Regions from separate parts of the Mus musculus genome. Here region 2 is linked to region 1. The links are chromatin contacts, called in public promoter capture Hi-C maps. All regions are on one chromosome and are shown on one strand. The core of a region is the stretch at or near the end of the contact, and the rest is flanking DNA. Distances in the headings are between cores, read along the strand shown. Region 1 holds the start of Rps3 (ribosomal protein S3). Region 2 holds the start of Chrdl2 (chordin-like 2).

Region 1 (4,753 bases), core at 1,042-3,541:
ATAGCTAATAACTGTTTTCCTACCTTATTCTACTTCAAGCTTACAGGCATGAGCCACCTTGCTCAGTTCAGAGGTTCCTGCTTCACTTTGCCTCTCACATTCTCCTGCCACTATAGTGTCCTGCTCAAATACATGGAGCCCTCATGTAAAGTGGGGTAATGGTCACACAAGCCTGTTAGTTACCTCAGCCTTGGAGGTGGAGACAGGAAGATTTTAGGAGCTTGATGGCCAGCAGGCCTAACTGGAATGGAGAGTCCCGGGTTCAGTAAGAGGCCCTACTTCAAAAATTAAGGTAGAAGCCAGGCGTGGTGGTGCACGCCTTTAATCCCAGCATTCGGGAGGCAGAGACAGGCAGATTTCTGAGTTCAAGGCCAGCCTGGTCTACAGAGTGAGTTTCAGGACAGCCAGGGCTACAGAGAGAAACCCTGTCTCAAAAAAAAAAAAAAAGAAAAGAAAAGAAAAAAGAAAGAAAGAAAGAAAGAAAGAAAGAAAGAAAGAAAGAAAGAAAGAAAGAGAGAAAGTGTATAAGACTGTGAACCCCTGGAATTTACCTAGGGCAGAGACTGGCCGCTGTGACTTCAGCACTCAAGGTCAGGTGCCCTCCATCAGTATTGACATCCTGAGTATAAACAGCAGAGTCATTTTTAAAAAGGTATTTACTTTTATTTCATGCGTGCTGGTGTTTTGCTTGCATGCATATCTGTGTAAGGGTATCAGAGCACCTGAAACTGGAGTCACAGTTGTAAGCTGCCATGTAGGACTGGGAGTTGAACATGGGTCTTCTGGTAGGCAAGCCAGTGTTTCTAACCACTGAGCCATCTCTCCAGCCCTGAGTCATGATTTTAGTGTGAGAGGCATCATTGAATTTTCTGAGCACGGCCATCAGGGTAGCTGGCACAGGTCTTCAGATACAAGGAGATAGTTATAAGAAGGCAGCCATGGCTGTGGTGCACTAGAAATGGAGAAACAGCTTCATCAGGTGACAGACCAGTCTGACTCTGTCCCATGATTAGAAGCCATCTTGTTACAAGGTCAAAATAAGTTCATTCCTGTTTTCTGTAACACTTGGGTTTGATCCTGTCGTCAACCCATTTTCTGGAATTTGACATGTTCCATACTCCATTATACCCTGACTTCCACCCTGATAAGATGTTCTGCCAAGTTCCTGTGTAGCCAACATTCCCCTGGAAATCTCTCTTCCCTTGGAAACCACCTAGTCTTAGAAATTTTGAGTTATATAAATTCCACTTCTATGTTTGATGCTATTCTTTAAAACTCCACTTTAGGGAGATAGCCCTGTCTGATAGAAAATAAAACTTGCTTAATTTGTCTAAAAGAGTTTAAGTAATAGTTTTTACTTTTGTTCCGTGGGATTAATACAGGGTGAAACAGACTCCCGTGTTTCCAGTGTGAAGTGAGCCACACACTGCAGTACAAGTTATATCAGCAGGTTCTGCCTCTGGGCAATGAACTTTTGCTTGTGTGGACATCAGGGTCTGTGTGAAGGGAAGGTCCTATGGCCTAGATTTATACTATTCAACAGTCTGTCCCCGAAGCCCTGGTGCTTTATTATTTTGACAAGCCCCTGCTGCTGGTATTCCACCCTGCTGCGAGTCAAAAAAGTTCCTGTCTCGGAAAAACAAAACAAAACAAAACAACCAAAAAATAAAATTTTTTTTTCCCACAGGTTCTAGTGGAGGTGCTCACTACCAGAAATCCTACAAATAAGCCCATCTCATGGATCAGGGTTTACCTTTGTAATAATATTAAATCTGTGTGCATGTGCGCACGCATGTGTTTTATGCTTGCATATATGTATACGCAGCCATGGTTTTCTACTGTCCCACTCACTCTGTAACTTACTGAGCCATCCAGCTGGTCCTCTAAATACATTTCAATGAAAGTTTTCATTAGCGTGAACGTGAAGGTGGTAAAATCTGTTAGTGTGTGCTTATGCCTGTGGTTTGCACCTCTAGTCTGAAGGTTGCTCTTTTCAAATTTTTTATTTATTTACGTTTTTACTTTTGAGTCAGAAACTCATAAAGGCCAAGCTGGCCTCGAATTCGCTATGTAGTCAATGATGACCTTAAACTTGTGACCCTCTACTTCGTTAGTGCTGGAACCCCAAGCTTGCTGAGTACAGAGCACTTTCAGACCGGAACTAGATGTCTACTTCCTGTTCCGCCTACATTACAGGTTGCTAGGTTACACCCCCCCTACGCCGTTTTAGACGCAAAACTTCATTTCCCATGCAAAACTTCATTTCCCATGAACACTTGCAAGGGTCGCCGCGCTGCGCGGCGTCATTGCTCCCGCCCTATATACCTACTTCCGCCCGCGAGCCACTTCCTTTCCTTTCAGCGGCGCGCGGCTGCAAGATGGCGGTGCAGATTTCCAAGAAGAGGAAGGTAAGCGTCTGGGCCCGGTTCGGGAGTCCGCCGCGGGTTCTACAAGTGCCAGGGAGGCCTGTGGCTCCGTGATCAGTCCTGTGGAGCGTCTGGGGCCGCCTGCCGTCTCTTCGAGCCTCGGATGGCCGTAGATTGTGTATTGGGCCGGAGCCGGGCGAGTGCTGTGTGCCTGGGCAAGGGAGGGACAAACTCCTCGAGTTCTGGACCGACTCGAACACCGGGCGCCTCCAGTTCCGGACTAGACACCTTTGAGCGTTTCTTGGTCTCCATAATAGTAATCCTGTGGCACAGTTAGAGGGCGTGTGCCATCAGATCTAGTCCAGTTTCTTTAGTAAGTGAAGTTTAGCAGTCCCTTCTCTTAGTCGCGTGATCCTGCAAGTGGCCATAGTTGAAAGCCTACTTACTGACTGCTGCCGTGTTCACTCGGGACCCGGAGCTGCAGCGTCCCTGTGGTTATCATTTCATGGGGGAAAAGTGTGCAGGTTGCCAGGTTTAGAAATAGATGGTCTGTCGTTTGTGCTTATGCACACAGATGATAAACCTGTTTTGAGTCAGGATTCCTCTCCTATCCGAGGTACAACTTACAGTCCCAGCTGTACATGTGCTACTTGGAGACAGATTTTTCTTTGTCTCTTGGGTGTAGATTATGCCGTAGAGCCCTTCGATGAAGAGGTGATGACGAGTCTGAGTAGGAAGTGTTGTCTTTGTCCAAGATGCCTCACTATGCTGCGTTCTGTGGCACAGCTGAAAGCACTGTGGTCAAAAGAAACTTCCTAAAGATGACCAAGAGGCATTTGTCTGAGAAGGGTTGCTGCTTTTCTGTAGGGCCATTGGGCTTGCTCTGACTAACCCTGTCTTCACCTCAGAGGTAACTTGTTTCCTTTGGTTCAGTTTGTAGCTGATGGCATCTTCAAAGCTGAGCTGAATGAATTTCTCACTCGGGAGCTGGCTGAAGATGGCTACTCTGGAGTTGAAGTCCGAGTTACACCAACCAGGACAGAAATCATTATTTTAGCCACCAGGTAGAAATACCATTGATTGTCACCTGTAAATACTGTGTGTACTGAGATGCTGTGTAAACTTGGGCCAACCAAGCAGTAAATCTGGCCTCAGTGGGTGTAACTGCTTTGTTAGAACTGCATTTGGGAAGAACTTACCTTCCATTTAACGTGTGTGCTGGCGTTGTGGTGGGCGGCAGGTGGGATCTTGAGTAAATGGTTGCGCTTCCCCTCTACAGGACACAGAATGTTCTTGGGGAGAAGGGTCGTCGGATCAGAGAGTTGACCGCAGTTGTCCAGAAGCGCTTTGGCTTCCCTGAAGGCAGCGTAGAGGTGAGTTCCTCTGCTTTATCTCCCGGGGGTTTTAGACTGAGTTGGGATGTGGCTTCTGCTATAGAATTGTACTTCTGAAAACCTGACATGGCCAGTGACAGTCACAGGTACTTGATGCTCTGCCAAAATTTCCTTAAAAGCAGAGCGATTGCCATGCATGGCGGGGGCCCATATTCTTGTCCTGGCACGCAGAAGGCAGGATGACGGCGGGGCAGAGCTAGTCAGGGCTGCTGTAGTGAGACCCTGTCTTAAACCACAAACAGTATGATATTCTGGTGGTCGAATGTAGAAATAATGCATGGGTGACTGGCTATCCTTAGTGTGGTTGTGAGGAACCAGAGTAGAAGGGCGATTCAGCCTTCATCGCTGCCTTGTGTGGGTAGTCGTGGTACTTGAGTATCTAAGGGATATTACAATGGCTTAATTGAAGATGGGTGAGTGACAGGAATGTACTTTGCTTTCTTTAAAGCTTTATGCAGAGAAAGTGGCCACAAGAGGTCTGTGTGCCATTGCCCAGGCAGAGTCTCTACGCTACAAACTCCTTGGAGGGCTTGCGGTTCGAAGGTGAGTGTCCTGAGACTTGATGGTCATGCCCTCCTGTGGATTAGTGTGTGCTAGCATTTTTGTTAGCAAATAACTTGATTGACAGAATCATCTAGTCTCTGGTGGTGTAGCCCATCCCCCCACTGAACCTAGTTAGGCTAACTAGGCTAGTAGTAGGCTGGTGGATGAAGGACCTATTGTTGGTGACACATGCCTGTATGCCAGCACTGGGAGGACCAGCCTGGGCTGTGGGATGAGCCCCGAAAAAATGGTCAGTGCTCTGACGAGGGAATGCTGTGGGTATGTTGAGAATGAAACGAGTAGATAGAATCATAACAGGGAGGGGCATCCGCTTTGTGAGGTTTAGCAAGGACCCTTGATAGGTGAGCAGGAAAGCATCCTGCCTGTTACTGTACCTGGGAGGAGTATCTGGTTGGGAGTTGTAGCTTTGGCAGTGCAGGTTTCAAAACA
Region 2 (4,753 bases), core at 728-3,227, 520 kb before region 1:
TGACACCACCAGGATCTTAATGCTCCTCCCAGAATGCCAGGCCACCTCGCTTTAGTGATAGTCATTTTCTTGAGTGTCTGGGGTTCTGTATTTATGGGGGAGGTAGCCAACTGAAGAACCTAGTGACAGAAACAGACAGGAAGGCTCTTGGAGGCACAGAGGAGGGGAGGTCAGAAAGGGAGCTGGTCACCAGGTAGAATTTTCTGGAAGAGGTGTCTGAATTGTTGAAGGTGGTCATGGTGGGCAGACGGGGGCTTTGAGTACTTCTGAGCCATCATCAGAGTGGTTCACCCAGGGCAATGGTATTGGAAAGGAAGCTGCAGGGCCAGGGTCAAGTCCAGGGCAGGCATGGCAGTCCTCTGAGACTAAGTCTCCTTCAGTGGACAGCAGGCAGGCTAGGAGGAAACTCTCAGGGCTTAAGGAAGGAGGGGGTATTTACTGAATATTTGACAGTATGCATCTGAAAGCATCACTCCCTTTAGTCCTCCCCCACATCCTTAGACCTTGGTTAGTAGCTCTTGTTTGCCGATGAAGAAACTGAAGTTCACAGAAGTTTGAAAAATGACTCAGGTGTAAGAGGCAGTCAGGAATTGAAGCCAAGTCTGAGCTCTCTGTGTTGTCTTATGAGACATGAGGGTGTCCATAATTCTCATGCCACTGACAGGCTAGGGGACGTCAGACAGACATGCAACATTTCCATTCCCAGAAGCAGGACAGAATCTAGCCTCACTAGCTCCACAAAGCCAGTAGCCAGTCAGAAGCAGAGCTGGCAGGTGGAGCCAAGCCTGGAAAAGGTTGTCAGCTAGGGGGTGGGGACCTGGGTCTTCAAGTTTGGTGGCCTGGAGCAAACTACTGTCCTTGTTGGGCTCTGTTTCTTTATTGGGGAGGTTCAGAAGGAGTCACCAGCATAAGGAGGGGCAGTTAGGAAACAGAGGCTGTGGTCCTGCATAACCTACTGTTTGAAGTGGAAACTCTGGGGGCTTAGGCAGCTGATACACTTTGATGAGGCCACCTTGTAGCATCTCTATACAAGCTGCTCTGCCTGCTCCCTGTCATTTAATACATTTAACGGCTTTAAGAGGCTCCTATTTTATAGATTAGAAAAGAGATGGTGAGGTGCCCTCCGTGTCTGACCCATCAGCTGGCACACAGTGAGGCTGGGAAGATGAAGAACCTCATCTTTTTTCACCACGCCCCGATGCCTTCCAGTCTCACAGCCCCACATCGGGGTGTCTCCCAGACGCTGTAAAGGCAGGATTTGGAATTAGACTCTTGGCTTTGGATAGCTTACCAGCTTCGGAAACTTTCTTCTCTTTGCCCTGCCGATTTTACTCATCAATTAAATGTAATGATGACACCTCATGGAGTGTTGTGAGTATCAAAAGCGATAATGGACTCCACTTTGTTCATCTTTCAGCCCAGGAGCTCATCAGCCTTTCCGTCTTTCACACTCAACACATCAGGCTGCTGGGAGTAAAGTCCCTTCCCACAATGCACACTGCTCTTCCCCCAGCAGCACCCCAGAAAGAAACTCTGCCAAACTTTTCTCCCCCCAAGACTCACCAGCCCACACTGGTCATGGAGCAACATCTACCCCTGCTATGCAGGTGCTGCCTGGATAAATGCAAGCGTTAAGGGGTCCCCAGGTCCTAACTAACATCTTCCAGCAAAGTACATCCCACTGGTTCGCATCCCTCCCCTGCCTGCCCAGACTTTGCCTGGTTTCTACTTACGGGATAGTGCTTGCGAGTCCAACGGGAGCCAGAACATCACGAGTCCCAGCAAAGAGGGGATGATCCTCACCCCGGGAACCATCCTTCCTTGTCCCAAGGTCAGACAACCCCGGGATGAGCCGGGAGAAAGTGAGATAAGGACACAAGTAAGTCCTCAGAGGACCAAGTAGGACCGCTGCTTGAGGAGTCGGAAAAGCAAAGATGAAGAGGAGCCAAGGACAGGAGAGGTCTAAGGTGAGGATGAGAGGACGGTGGGGAGGGGACGAGGAGAAGAGAGAGAGAGAGAGAGAGAGAGAGAGAGAGAGAGAGAGAGAGAGAGAGAGAGAGAGAGAGAGAGAGAGAGAAATTAGTTGGGGAAATGAAGAAAAAGGCTATGGCAGAGAGGGAGAAGGTGCTAGCTAGAGAACCGGGATCTGCGGGGTGCGGTCACCGGGGTGCAGTGTCCCTGTGGCGCTGGCTGGCGGCGGCGCGGCGGCGCGGGGTCCGGCGCGGGTCTGGGGCGCGGTGGGGCGACAAGACCCTCGGTGGCGGCGCGGGGGAGGTTGAGCGCTGCCGCTGTGCACGCCTCGGGCGCCAGACGCCGCGCTCGGGCGCATTTGTACTTTGCCGCGGGAAGCCTGCAGCCCTGGGCCGCCCTAATGCTGGCGCCTCCTCTGAGGCACCGCGAGCTCGTGGATTGGCCACGAGAAACAAGCCCATTTCTCCCCCTCCCCTTTAGTGCAGGGCTGGGAACCTTCGCTCCAGGCAAGGCGCCGAGTGGAGACGAGGGGGCTGGGGAGGGGGAAGGGGGCCACAGACGCCCCGGGTTTTAACCCCTGGCTCCCCGCGGTACGCAGCCTGCAAGGGGAACCAACCCAGTTAGATTTCAGATGAAACTGAGTGGGGAAGGTCATAGTACGGGTCTGGGAATCTCAGGATTGGGTATTTGGTGGGGGAGTGCAGAGACACTTGCCATTTTGAACACAGTCTGTGTGCTTGCACATAGCGCCTAGGAGAAAGGTTTTCTCTCCAGCACTAAGATAATGATTTGAGTTACTTTAAAAGTCTTCAATATCGTCCTGCAAATGTCGCAAAGGATTAAATAAGATTTGGAACATCAAAGCACTTCAACTTTGGAGGAAAGCCATTTCAGGTACCTGGAATCTCCCATTGGCAGGTGGTGGTCCTAGGCATCATCCCCAGATGAGAGGTAGCTTTGCTATGGAGTCACTGCTGCTACCACTTACCAAGCAGCCCAGGATGAACTCTTTCTACAGGCGAGGCCCCACTGCTCTGCATGCGCCAGTGACAGCCAGGGTCAGAGCTTTGTCCTTTCACCAGAAGGTGAGCACGCTGATCCAGAACCCCAGCAGCCTGGGCAGGCTGTTGCTCCAGACCTCATGTTAGGTGAGCTCCTGAACTAATAGGACCCTAAGAAAAGAACAAGCTCTGTCCACCCCAGAGCACACAGGCTCTGCAATGAGAGGGCAGACTCAAGGTGCTGGCGCCATCCACAGCTTGCTGGGCCACTGTGGGCAAACACAGTCGTCCTGGCTTTGGACCTTGATTCCTGAGCATCTCTTACACAGCTACCAGTGTCTCAGACCAGGACAGGTGTAAGGATGGAGAAGTGGCAGGCCACACCCCATTCCAGGTTATCTGACTGGCAGGGTTAAGGCTGCACTCCTCACGCCAAGTGAGCAGTGGGAGGAACCAGTGACCAAGAAAGCCCCTACTCAGGGCTCTCAGAGTGAAGACAAACATGAGCTCCTTCCAGTCCTCCTCTGACTTAGGTTCTCCTTGTCAAAGCTCTCCTCCACTCCACCCTCCTGGATACAGTGTTTGCTAAGAAGTAATCTCCCCCCCCCCCCCCGTCTCTGCTAATGTGTGCTCTGTACCTGTCTTGATGTCTAAGGTTGCCAAAGGTGGGCTCATTGGGTTCTAAACCCTGTTCATTCTGCTTTCCTGAAGGGTCTCTGCCACCTCAGCTTTCCTCAGAGCTCTGGTGTCTTCAGTCCTTACTCACAGTCCTTTCCCACAGCCTGTCTTCAGGTCTCCTGTCCCTGGTCCAGGCGTTCCAATGTATTTTCCCCCACACTCTCCACAAGAGTTGTGCTGATCATTTCAACGACAAACCAGATGCCCCCTTGCCCCCCTTGAACCCATTCTGGCCATCTTGGAACTCGTATGATTAAGATGTATAACATTCAGCATTGACTTTAAGTCTGTGCACATTTGACTCCTGACTCCTTTCTGTCACCGTCACCCACTCTACCCACCCTGTACCCACCCTACACCCCCTACACCCACTCTGTACCCACTCTACCCACCAGTATCCTCCTACCCCCTCCACCTTTACCAACCACTCGCCTCCCCCAAGTGCCCATGCATTTCACACCTCTGTATCGTTGTACACATTTTCCTTCTGCAAGAAGATCAGTTTCCTTCTGCTTCTAAATCTTGGGCCATGAGCAAAGTAGACCAGGATTTTCTGACTGAGTCTCATCTCCACTCCTGTCTTGCCAAGTTGCACCAACTGGCTTTGGCGATCCTCCGGCCTCAGCTTCCTTGTGACTAGAAAAGTAGGTATGTACCCTTGTTCTGCAACTTGTGACTTCGAGCTGCTTGTTTATTTTTGCCGTGTGTCTCTCTCGTGTGCACACTTGTACACTATGTGCACACCTGTATTTGGTGCACACGTTCCCGCACTTGCACGTTGTGACCAGATGAGGGCAGTCGTTGTCTTGCTAGATCACTTTCCACCTTATTTGAGTCTACCTGTATGGGAAAGAATCTAGTACCCAGCTAGCCAGCCCCAAGGATTCTCCTCTCACTTTCCACAACAGACAATGCTGGAGTTACAGGCTTTAAGACACACACACACACACACACACACACACACACACACACACACTTTTTATTTTTATGTGAGTGCAAGGGGTTTGAACTCATGAACTCAGGTTCTTATGTTTGTCCAACAAGCTCCCCATGATGTTAACTGACAGTCTTCCTACCTCTCCCTCTAAGTGCTGTGGCTGCGG

The links. Promoter capture Hi-C pulls out the DNA fragments that hold promoters and counts their contacts.
Region 2: a contact with region 1 is called in a promoter capture Hi-C map of hippocampal neurons, with 2.7 times the contacts expected there. The contact joins the promoter of Chrdl2 here to the promoter of Rps3 in region 1. A contact is called at or near these places in 12 of 39 promoter capture datasets (the 3T3-L1 cell line, 3T3-L1-derived adipocytes, the HPC-7 cell line and 8 more).

Annotation. Positions count from the first base shown.
Region 1 is chr7:99,481,247-99,485,999 of GRCm38.p6, reverse strand. It overlaps Rps3 (ribosomal protein S3), which reads left to right and starts at 2,291. Exons shown (of 7, transcript NM_012052.2): 1 at 2,291-2,408; 2 at 3,300-3,430; 3 at 3,646-3,739; 4 at 4,209-4,303. The coding sequence starts at 2,379. It overlaps Snord15a (small nucleolar RNA, C/D box 15A), which reads left to right and starts at 3,068; the gene lies at 3,068-3,215.
Region 2 is chr7:100,003,628-100,008,380 of GRCm38.p6, reverse strand. It overlaps Chrdl2 (chordin-like 2), which reads right to left and starts at 1,977. Exons shown (of 11, transcript NM_133709.3): 1 at 1,734-1,977. The coding sequence starts at 1,815.